2 separate regions of the Sus scrofa genome follow, and region 2 is linked to region 1. Evidence: chromatin contacts called from public HiChIP or PLAC-seq data. All regions are on one chromosome and are shown on one strand. The core of a region is the stretch at or near the end of the contact, and the rest is flanking DNA. Distances in the headings are between cores, read along the strand shown. Region 1 holds the start of ARRDC2 (arrestin domain-containing protein 2). Region 2 overlaps IL12RB1 (interleukin 12 receptor subunit beta 1).

Region 1 (4,603 bases), core at 1,340-3,839:
TCCAAGACCACCTTCTGGCTTTATGTGCCATGAGGCTAGTACCTCCCCTCAGGGCTGCTCTGGTTCCATCCACTTGTCCCCAGGATTTCCTTTGACCTTCCCCTCATCTGCTGGCCCTGAGCCTGGCATTTGAGACTTGTCTTTCAAGAATTCCCTGATGGCACAGCAGGTTAAGGATCTGGCATTGTCACTGCAGCGGCTTGGGTCACGGGTGTGTGGGTTCGACCCCTGGCCCAGGAATTTCCACATGCCACAGGCATGGCCAAAACAAAAACAAAAACTCCTGTCTCTCCCCTTGCCTCTTCTCCCACCATTCCTTTTGGCTGGGCTGGTGGTGCCCTCACAGTTGCCCCTCATTTGGGTCCCCTTATCAGGGCTGTTCTGCCATCTCTCTCTGTGTCCATCCCTCCCTCTCTCTCACCTGGCCTCTCCTCTCTCTCCAACCCTCTCTGTCTTTGGCAGACCCAGAATGTCATGTACGACCTCATGTCCGAGCTGCATGCCCAGCACGAGGAACTTGAGGTCCGCCTGGCTGCCCTCGAAAGTCGCCTGGATGCATTGGGCACCTCCCTGCAGGCCTTACCCGGCCTCATCGCCCAAGCCATACGCCCGCCCCCACCACCCCTGCCTCCCCGGCCTGGCCCCGGCCCCTCGGACCAGGTGACTCGGAGTTCCCCACACCGGTGGCCACCCGTGGCCCCTTCAGACTGCGGGTGACGGCCCTGCCTGCCACCAGACCCCTCAATCTTGGCCATCGTGTGGCCGCCACCTCCATGCCATCCGGGAAGCCCTGTACAGTGGCGCCTCTTGGAGTTCAAGGAGCCGAAGCTGAGTTGGGCTGAGTGGACTGGGGCCCGCCCCACCACGCCCCTCCTAGACTGTCCGGGCAGAGGGCAGGGCCAGACCGCAGGTGAGAGCAGGGGTGGGCCACTGACCACCGCTTCCTCCCTGACTGGAGCTGCAGGAGCCCGGAGCTTCCTCTAGTCCCCCGGCCCCCTGGCTCTCCCTAGGCCCCTGGTGGGTGTGGAGCAGCCAGGAGAGGGGTCCTTGCCAGTTCCAAATAAAGCAGGACCCACCCAGCTGCTGCCTGTTGTGTGTGGCTGGGGGCGCACCCGTAATCACATAACATGGGAGGTGGACATCCGACCCCAGGGCCCAGACAGGATTTGGGGGTCACAGTGAGCCCATCCCATCACTATCCTAGCCTGGCAGACTCCTGGACCTGAGTTCAGTCAGGGACAACTCCCTGAGGACATCTACATCAGTCCCACCTGGCCCCAGTAGGAGGCCCCTCCAGAGGGCATGGCCCAGGAGTTCTTCCTGTGGCTTAGTAGGTTAAGAACCCAAATAGCATCCCTGAGGATGCAGGTTCAATCCCAGGCCTTGCTCAGTGGGTTAAGGATCCAGCATTGCCACGTCATAGGTTGCAGCCACAGCTCAGATCTGGCATTGCTGTGGCTGTGGCTGTGGTATATAGGCTGGCAGATGCAGCTCCAATTTGACTCCATATGGAACTTCCATATGTCGTGGGTGTGGCCCTAAAAAATATGAGTAAATAAATAAATAAGTGGAGGGCATGGCCTGGCCTGCAGGAGGCAGCAGATAATCGGGAGGTCCTTCCATCTGGCTTTGCTGGAGCACCCACTATGAGCCAGGCTCCAGTAAGTACATGAGTAAGGAGGGCCATCCAGTCTTCAGGACCTGACCATAATTGGACCGGGAGACTCAGAGAAGTGAAGCCACTTACCGAATGAGGGAGATGGGGAGCCAGGGATTAAATTGGGGGTTCTACAGGTCAAGAGGAATTGGTGGAGGGCTCTCCATGGGGAGAAGAGTGGTGTGATCCTGGGGTGAGAGAGGACCTCCTGGGGTAGGATGGAGAGGAAGTTTCCAAACAAGTAGAATCAGGTCCCCTCAGGCCTTGGGCTCAGAATGCTGGAGTCGGGTTGGGGTGCCAGGCACTTGGCAGATGCTGGGCCCTGGGTGGAGAGGGAGGCTAATCTGGGCCCAGCTGAGAGCCCAGGCGCTGGCAGCCTCTGATAAGGCCAGGGGCCATCTGTTTGGGGATGATAGGATGGGCCCAAGAGTAAGAGTGTCTGGGGAGGTGTCAGTGGTGAGTGGTCAGACATGGGTTCAAGCCAGACTGTGCCACCGCTGGGTGCTTCTGGCCAGTGGTTGCCCTTCTGGGAGCCTCAGTTTCTTCTGTAAGATCAGGTGCCAGAGAATAGGGCACAAGGCTCACCCCTGGGAGCACTCAGGCTGATGGAGGAAGCACAGTAAACACACAGCAGTTGCAAACACAGCGACCAGAATCATAAAGAAATAAGCCCATAGCATGACTCTGAGGAGGTGACATTTGGGCGAGGGTGGGTACATTGGAGAAGGGCGTTCCAAGTAACAAAACAACCAGTGCAAAGGCCAAGAGCCAAGATCCGAGTTTGGTGTGTCTGGGGAACAACCAGATGGTGGCAGGGAGACCAGGGAGGAGGCTGGGGCGGCGCCCGGTCCAAAGGTGCCGGGTAGGGGACGAATGAGAACACAAGACAGCCGGGTAGCACCACGCCATCCACATCCGCCCCCGCCCGCCTCTGACTCAACAGCGCCTACCCTGCGAAAGCAGGGCCCGCCCGGCGCTGAGGGGTAGCAAAGTCAGCCGCGCCAGCACGCCGGCGGCAGGTCCCCTGAGGCCCGGGCGCGTCACGAGGCGGACGCGGAGAATCAGGAAGTCAGCCAACTCCGCGCCGGCCGGCGGCGCCCGCACAAGTTCGTAGAAGGAGGAGAAAGCTTGGGGGGCACCCGGAGGCGGCGGCGGCAAGGACCAGCGCTGAGACCTGGGAGGCCTGCAGACGCTCCCCAGCGGCGCGCCCGGCCTCCGCGGGCCCGACGGGCCCCCGCCGGGCGCGTCCTCCCCGCCGTGGGCCCCGGCCCGCGCCATGCGCCCGGGGGGCGTGCGCAGCTTCGTTCTGGAGCTGGCGCGGGGCCCGGGCGGCGCGTACCGCGGCGGGGAGCGGCTGTGCGGCCGGGTGCTGCTGGAGGCGGCCGCGCCGCTGCGGGTGCGAGCGCTCGAGGTGGCGGCCCGCGGCTGGGCGGCCACGCACTGGCTCGAGGGCCGAAGCGTGGGTATAAACGCCGTGTCCAGCGACTACGCGGCTGCCGAGACGTACTTGCGGCGGCGGCAGCTGCTCCTCCGAGGTGAGCCCCTCCAACCCCCACCCCCAAGCCAAGATACCCCGGGACCTTCTTCCGAGGAGTGGGCCCCCCTCTCCGGAGCCAGCCTTTCGACTTAGAGGCTGTGCAGTTGGGTGATCCTCCTCATGAAGTGGAGACCTCTTCCCCGGGGTGTGGACCTTCCTACCGGGACATCCACGCACCTACCCACTTCCTAAACCCTCTTTCCCAGGAATCCCTCCCAGGATCTGGGTGCACCCCATTCAGAGCCGGACAACCTCGACTTAGAGGTTTGCAGTGGAGACACCCCACCCCCTCACCCTCCACCACACACGCACTAAATGGGAGTCTGGGTGAATCCCTGGGTGGAGCTGGGAAATCCTTTCTGGATCACAAGATGCCACGTTAGCCCCAGGCCTGGGACCTCTGATTCCCAAAGAAGGGCCCTGTCTCATGTACTGTCAGTGCTCTTTCCCAGTGTTTGAAGGAAGGGCTCTTCACAGGGTTGGGGGTTCTGGTGGTGTTTGCACATGAGAGGGTAGGACTGTATCCTAGGCAGGGAGGAGACTTGGGCTGGCAGTCTTAGGTCTTGGACATGGCCTTCCCTTGCCCTGAACCTGAGATCCCAACCCTCAGGCTGTACAGCCAGTCAGGAGCAGAACAGGGGCCACAGAAGGAGTAAGTCTGTGTCACAATATGGTACTGTGTGGCTGAGGAAGATGCTAGACTCTCTGGGCTGCCCTGACCACCTCCTCTCAGGGAAGGCAGACCTCACCGTACCCACTGGCAAAATGGGTGGAGGCAGGAAGCAGCTCAGGCTTGGCTCCCTGCCTGCAGTACCCACCACACACCCGTTTTTTTGTTTTTTTTGTTTTTTGTTTTTTTTTTTCCGGCACTGTACACACCAGATGCTTTGCATGCAGGTTTGCAGCCTTGTCCCAGCAGCCCCCAGGTGTGCTGACCAGCTGTGGAAACTGAGGTGTAGCCAGCATGGGGTGAGGCAGGAAGGGGCCCTGTAGGCACTTCCCTTTCCCTGTGACTCGAGCGAAATTGGGGCTGGTCTCACTTACTGGTGGCTTTCTTAAGATACTGGAGGGGTGAAGTTTGTGGAGCTGCTGTGTGACCCCTCATGGGGCCCTGCCTGTCTCTGGGCCTCTGGGGACCCAGCTGTGAACTGGACTGAGGGCCCTGACTCAGTAGGAGCCTTCCCATCTCCCCTTCATTGCCCATCCCCTCCTGGGCTTATGGTCTCTTCGCCTCCTTTTAGGCTCCTCTTAGACCTGAGAAAAGGTCTCAACCTCTTATTTCAGTCCCAGAGCCCCCTCTTCCAGGCAGTCCCTCAGGCTGATCACTGAGTGGACAGCCTCTACCTCTCTCTTCCGGCCTGTCCTGCCCCCTATCACTGGCTGGCCGTGACTGGTTATAGATGCCCCCC
Region 2 (4,603 bases), core at 848-3,347, 44 kb after region 1:
GAGGTGACAAATCCAAGGGATGGAACACTCGCAGAACAGTGAGCAGCCACTGTAGCCGGGGCACTGGCCAAGTCTTTTGTTTCCCCATCTAGATGCATAGATGGGGAAACTGAGGGCCGCCCCCCCGCAAAGGGGAAGGGCCTTCCGGCCCTATTGCCTGCCAGACATCCCTCACTCTCATCGCCTTTCGCCACAAAATTCCGTGGTTCTGGGTTTTAATCCCCCGCCCTCATCTAAAACCGGAAAAGTCTGTTTTGCAAACTCCCTGGGAGGTGGGAGGGTGCTGGGCGGGCTGAGCCTGAGAGATACGCGCCGCTGCTGCCACCTGGTGGTCACGGGAGGAATCCGAGACAACACGTTTAAGCACGAAGGGCTGTCGGGGGAGGCGGGTAGAGGAAGCCCGTGGATTCAGGGTGTATCTGGGGGGGCAGAGGTCCTGCTGCGGGGTGTTGTGTGTTAGGACATGGGAAGAACCCCACGTCCCTACCTGAGCTTTGGGCGGAGGGGCGGGGCTGGGGGATAACCAAGCCTCCTGCTATGAGGGGACTCAGCCCCACTCCCCCTCTGGGCCTGTCCATTCTTCCAGTCCCCTACCCTTCGACATCGTATGCCCACCTCCCAGTCCTAACTTCGCAGAATTCTGAGTGATCATCCAGTTTTGTCTCCCTCCTATTGGGTGCTCCTGAGGGCACCCAAAGGCAGCGATTGGTAAATGTGTATGAAATGAGTTAATTTTCAGGCTCCTACAGGGGTGGGGGGCAGGGAGTTGTGGGTGGGTTGAGCAGCACATTCAGGCTTCAGTCAAGGGAAAGGTTTATTTGCTTTTTTTTCTTTCTTTTTTTTTAGGGCTACACCTGCAGCATGTGGAGGTTCCCTTGCTTGGGGTCGAATTGGAGCTACAACTGCTGGCCACAGCCACAGCCACAGCAATGTAGGATCCTAGCTGTGTCTTGCTCACAGCAACACCAGATCCTTAACCCACTGAGCAAGGCCAGGGGTCGAACCCGCAACCTCATGGTTCCTGTTGGATTCGTTTCTGCTGAGCCACAATGAGAACTCCAGGGGAAAAATTTATTAAGCCTTACATCTCCCCCATCTCTGTGAGGTCAACATTATCCTCAGGCCCATTTTACAGAGAAGGAGACTGAGGCCAGGGAGGAGCTATCACCTCCCTCAGAATGCTTTGAGCCCCACTTCTTTTCCCTAAACCTAGATCCTCCAAGCCTGGAGACCCTGCGATGTGGCCGAGGACGCTGTGCACCCAGATTCCCCATCCAGTGCTTCTGGTACAGGATGCCCAGCCCAGGACCACCATGAACCCCTTTGAGCCTCCCTCTAGTCTATCCCCATGGGTGCCAGGCCCTGGCTTGGGGTAGCAGCTTCCATTTCATGGTGGTTTCTAGGGTTCCCACCACAGGATGTGTGACAGCAGGACAGAGTAGGTGTGAATGGAAGCAGTGGCCAGGGTCGGAGTCACTCCGCCTAGGTTCGACTTATGCACCTGCTGTGTAGCCATAGGCAAGGCACTCACTCACCCTCTCTGAGCCTCGGTGAGACTCAGAGAAATAGGTAAATAGGACAGCCTCATACCTCAAGGCAGTTATGGGGATTCAGGGCATAACATGAGTGTCTGGGCGGCACAGGCTGGGTATGCAGTAAGTGCTTAATAACCAGCCATCGTGATTGCAATCATCAGTCTTCCTCTATGTAAGAGGAGGCAGATGTTCCCCTTTCTCCCTGGGAACCAAACCTGGGAGTCTGCCTTAGATCTCCCAGGAGCAGCAGGAGTCCAGCTGTCTGGGCAGGGCTGCCCTCCAGACCACCGTGCCACCCAGACCTCAGAGTCCCAGGCTCAGGGTGTCCTTGCGCCTGTCTCCTGTGCTCCAAGGGCAGCTCCATGTCTAGGGCCGGCTCAGGGGCATCCAGAGGCAGCTCCATCTTCTCCTTGAGAGGCCCAGGTGTGTCTGGGTCAACCCCCTCGCCTTTGTCCCAGGACATGTTCACCACCAGGGCTTCTTGGGGGGACACCTCCTCCGGGAAGTCTGCTGGGCTGGTCCACTGCCAAACCTGGAGAAGAAGGGCGGGGTCAAGGCTGTGGGTGGGGCCATATTTCTTTCTTTCTTTTTTTTTTCTGTCATTTTAGGGCGGAGCCCAAAGCATGTGGAAGTTCCTGGGCTAGGGGTCAAACTGGAGCTGAAGCTGCTGGCCTATGCCGCACTGGCTAAATTCTTTAAAAACCTGAGACCAATTTAAAAAGCAAGTGGAACGGCCACCATTTTTTTTCAGAAAATTCCCCTTCCTCTTCTCATAGTTGATGTGGTTGGGCAGGGAAGGAGCCCCGCGTCAGCTCTAGGATGGGCTTCTGATCCTGGCCCAGCCAATCAAAGCACTCCAGCTCCCTGGTTCCAGTGATAGGCTCAGGAATGGGCATGTGACCCAAGCTGGGCCAATCAGTGATGGCCCTGAGAATTTTGCCCCAGTTAATGGGAAAAACGGATACCCTGCTTCCACCGGCTGAAGGCTGAGACTGCCTGGGAGAGGAGCCTGCGGGAAGGATGGCATTGCAGAGAGATGGAATCCTAGTTCCTGGATCCAGCCATGTCTGAAGCCCAGCACCCCGGGATTTTTCTATCAGGTTCTTTTGTGGAAGTTACTTTCACTGTTTCTGCTACTAGGAAATGACACACACAAGGCTCCCCTTTGGGTTTCTGTTGTCTGTATGTAAAATAGGACAGGTTTTAGGAGTCCTTACATCAATTGGGGGGGGGATAAAATGAGTTAATGCATGGTCATTACTCTTCAGAGCCCTGGCCCAAATATGGACCCAATAAACAGGACCTGGAATTAGAAAAGGAGCCCTTACCTGCTTCCCCTGGCTGTCAGAGAACTCAACGGCAGTGCTGGCACAAGGTGTGGGCAGGGGCGGGCACAGATGCCTTACAACCCTGGGGGTGGGGTGGGGAGGAAAACCAGTCAGTGCTTCTGTGTGTTCTTCCTTTTTCCTTTTCTTCTTCTTTTTTTTTTTTAAGAGCCGAATCTGAGGCTTATGTAAGTTCCTAGGCTAGGGGTCGAATGGGAGCTGTAGCTGCCAGCCTACACCACAGCCACAGCAACACCAGATCTGAGCCACATCTGCAACCTACACCACAGCTCACGCAATGCCAGATTCCCCCACCCACTGAGCAAGGCTAGGGATCAAACCCACGTGCTCATGGATACTAGTCAGGTTTGTTACCACTGTGCCACCACAGGAAATCCTGTTCTTATTTTTTAATTGTTCTGAATAAGTCGTTGTTCTCACTTATTTTTTTCATCTCCGTTAGGTTATAAGGGGAGCAAGCATATGGATTAGGGGATGGGGTGTGGGAGTCTGACAGACCCAGGTTCACATCACAGCTCTGTTTTCACTGCCAGTTGCCCTGGGCCTGCCTCCCTGGGCCTCAGTTTCCTCATCTCTAAAGTAGACATCAAAACCTACTTGGGGAGTTCCCGCTATGACACAGTGGATTAAGAACCTGACTGCAGCAGCTTGGGTTGCTGCAGAGGTACAGTGGGTTAAAGGATCCAGGTGCAGCATAGGTTTCAGCTGTGGCTCAGATTCAATCCATGACCTGGGAACTTCCATGAGCTGCAGGTGTGACCATTAAAAAAACAAAACAGGGAGTTCCCGTTGTGGCGCAGTGGAAACAAATCCGACTAGTATCCCTGAGGATTCAGGTTTGATCCCTGGCCTCACTCAGTGGGCTGGGATCCAGCGTTGCTGTGAGCTGTGTTGTAGGCTGGCAGCTGTAGCTCCGATTTGAGCCCTCGCATGGGAACTTCCATACGCCTCGGGTAGGGCCCTAAAAAAGTCAAAACAAAACAAAAACAAAAAGCGAAACAAAACCAACAACCTGCTTGGTGTGAGTAATTATTACTATTCTTACTATCACTAGATCATCTTGGGGGAGAGGGTGCAAGTTACCTGTTCAAGCCAAGGTACCCAAAGACTCCCAGGAGAAGGATGCTCATGAAGCTCCCCAAAGATGCCAGGAAGATGGACAAATCGCGCAACTCAGAAACAGGGACTTCTGGGGGCAGAAGAGCTTGGGTTGGGGGAGGGGCACCTCCGGCCTCTCATAGAGGAGGGAGTTGGGAGGATCGGGCCCTCCACTGACTCCTGCTGCTGACCCTGGCACATCCTGGGTCCCTTGTGCCTCAGTTTTCTCCTCTGTAAAGTGGGAGACCAAGGACCTGCCTTTCTTGTGACTACGGGGTGAATCCCGGGTGCGCAACAAGTGCTCAGGACACTGGAGCTCCAAGCGCCTGCAGGTTAGGTACTTGTGGTTCCCCTGGACCCAGACCTGCTCCCTGCACACCCAGTCTGACCCATTGATTCTCTTGGGATCATATTTCACTGGTAGGACAACAGGCAGGGACAACTATGGCAGGAACAGGGATTATTTGGTCTCCAAATCTCTTTGCCACACACCCCAAGAGAACGGAGGCCGCCTCCTTATATTTGTGATGAGAGTTATTCATTCATTCATACACATTCATTGGCTCAGTAAGTAGCCATCCCTGCTCCCTCCCTTTCCCCAGGAACATCAAGGCTGGGGAAGAC

What was found. HiChIP or PLAC-seq counts read pairs in DNA pulled down with a chosen protein or histone mark.
Region 2: an H3K27ac HiChIP or PLAC-seq map of alveolar macrophages shows a contact between it and region 1. The contact joins the enhancer-like site here to the promoter of ARRDC2 in region 1. A contact is called at or near these places in 3 of 5 promoter capture datasets (fetal liver, fetal skeletal muscle and liver), 34 of 47 Hi-C or Micro-C datasets (adipose tissue, alveolar macrophages, blood and 17 more) and 2 of 2 datasets of contacts at active chromatin or transcription factors (alveolar macrophages and skeletal muscle).

Annotation. Positions count from the first base shown.
Region 1 is chr2:59,776,486-59,781,088 of Sscrofa11.1, reverse strand. ARRDC2 (arrestin domain-containing protein 2) reads left to right here and starts at 2,589. Exons shown (of 8, transcript XM_003123504.4): 1 at 2,589-3,192. The coding sequence starts at 2,934. KCNN1 (small conductance calcium-activated potassium channel protein 1) reads left to right here. Exons shown (of 12, transcript XM_005654901.3): 12 at 463-1,079. The coding sequence ends at 717.
Region 2 is chr2:59,732,480-59,737,082 of Sscrofa11.1, reverse strand. It overlaps IL12RB1 (interleukin 12 receptor subunit beta 1), which reads right to left. Exons shown (of 16, transcript NM_001145986.1): 14 at 3,965-4,070; 15 at 2,864-2,945; 16 at 1,071-2,067. The coding sequence ends at 1,693. Among named protein-coding and RNA genes, the nearest start is that of IL12RB1, 27 kb to the right of the region's middle. Within about 2 kb of position 2,097, at least 18 of the 83 cell types and tissues checked have an H3K27ac peak or open chromatin away from gene starts, as enhancers often do. A contact at or near this core is called in alveolar macrophages, fetal liver, liver and 2 more, where this site is marked.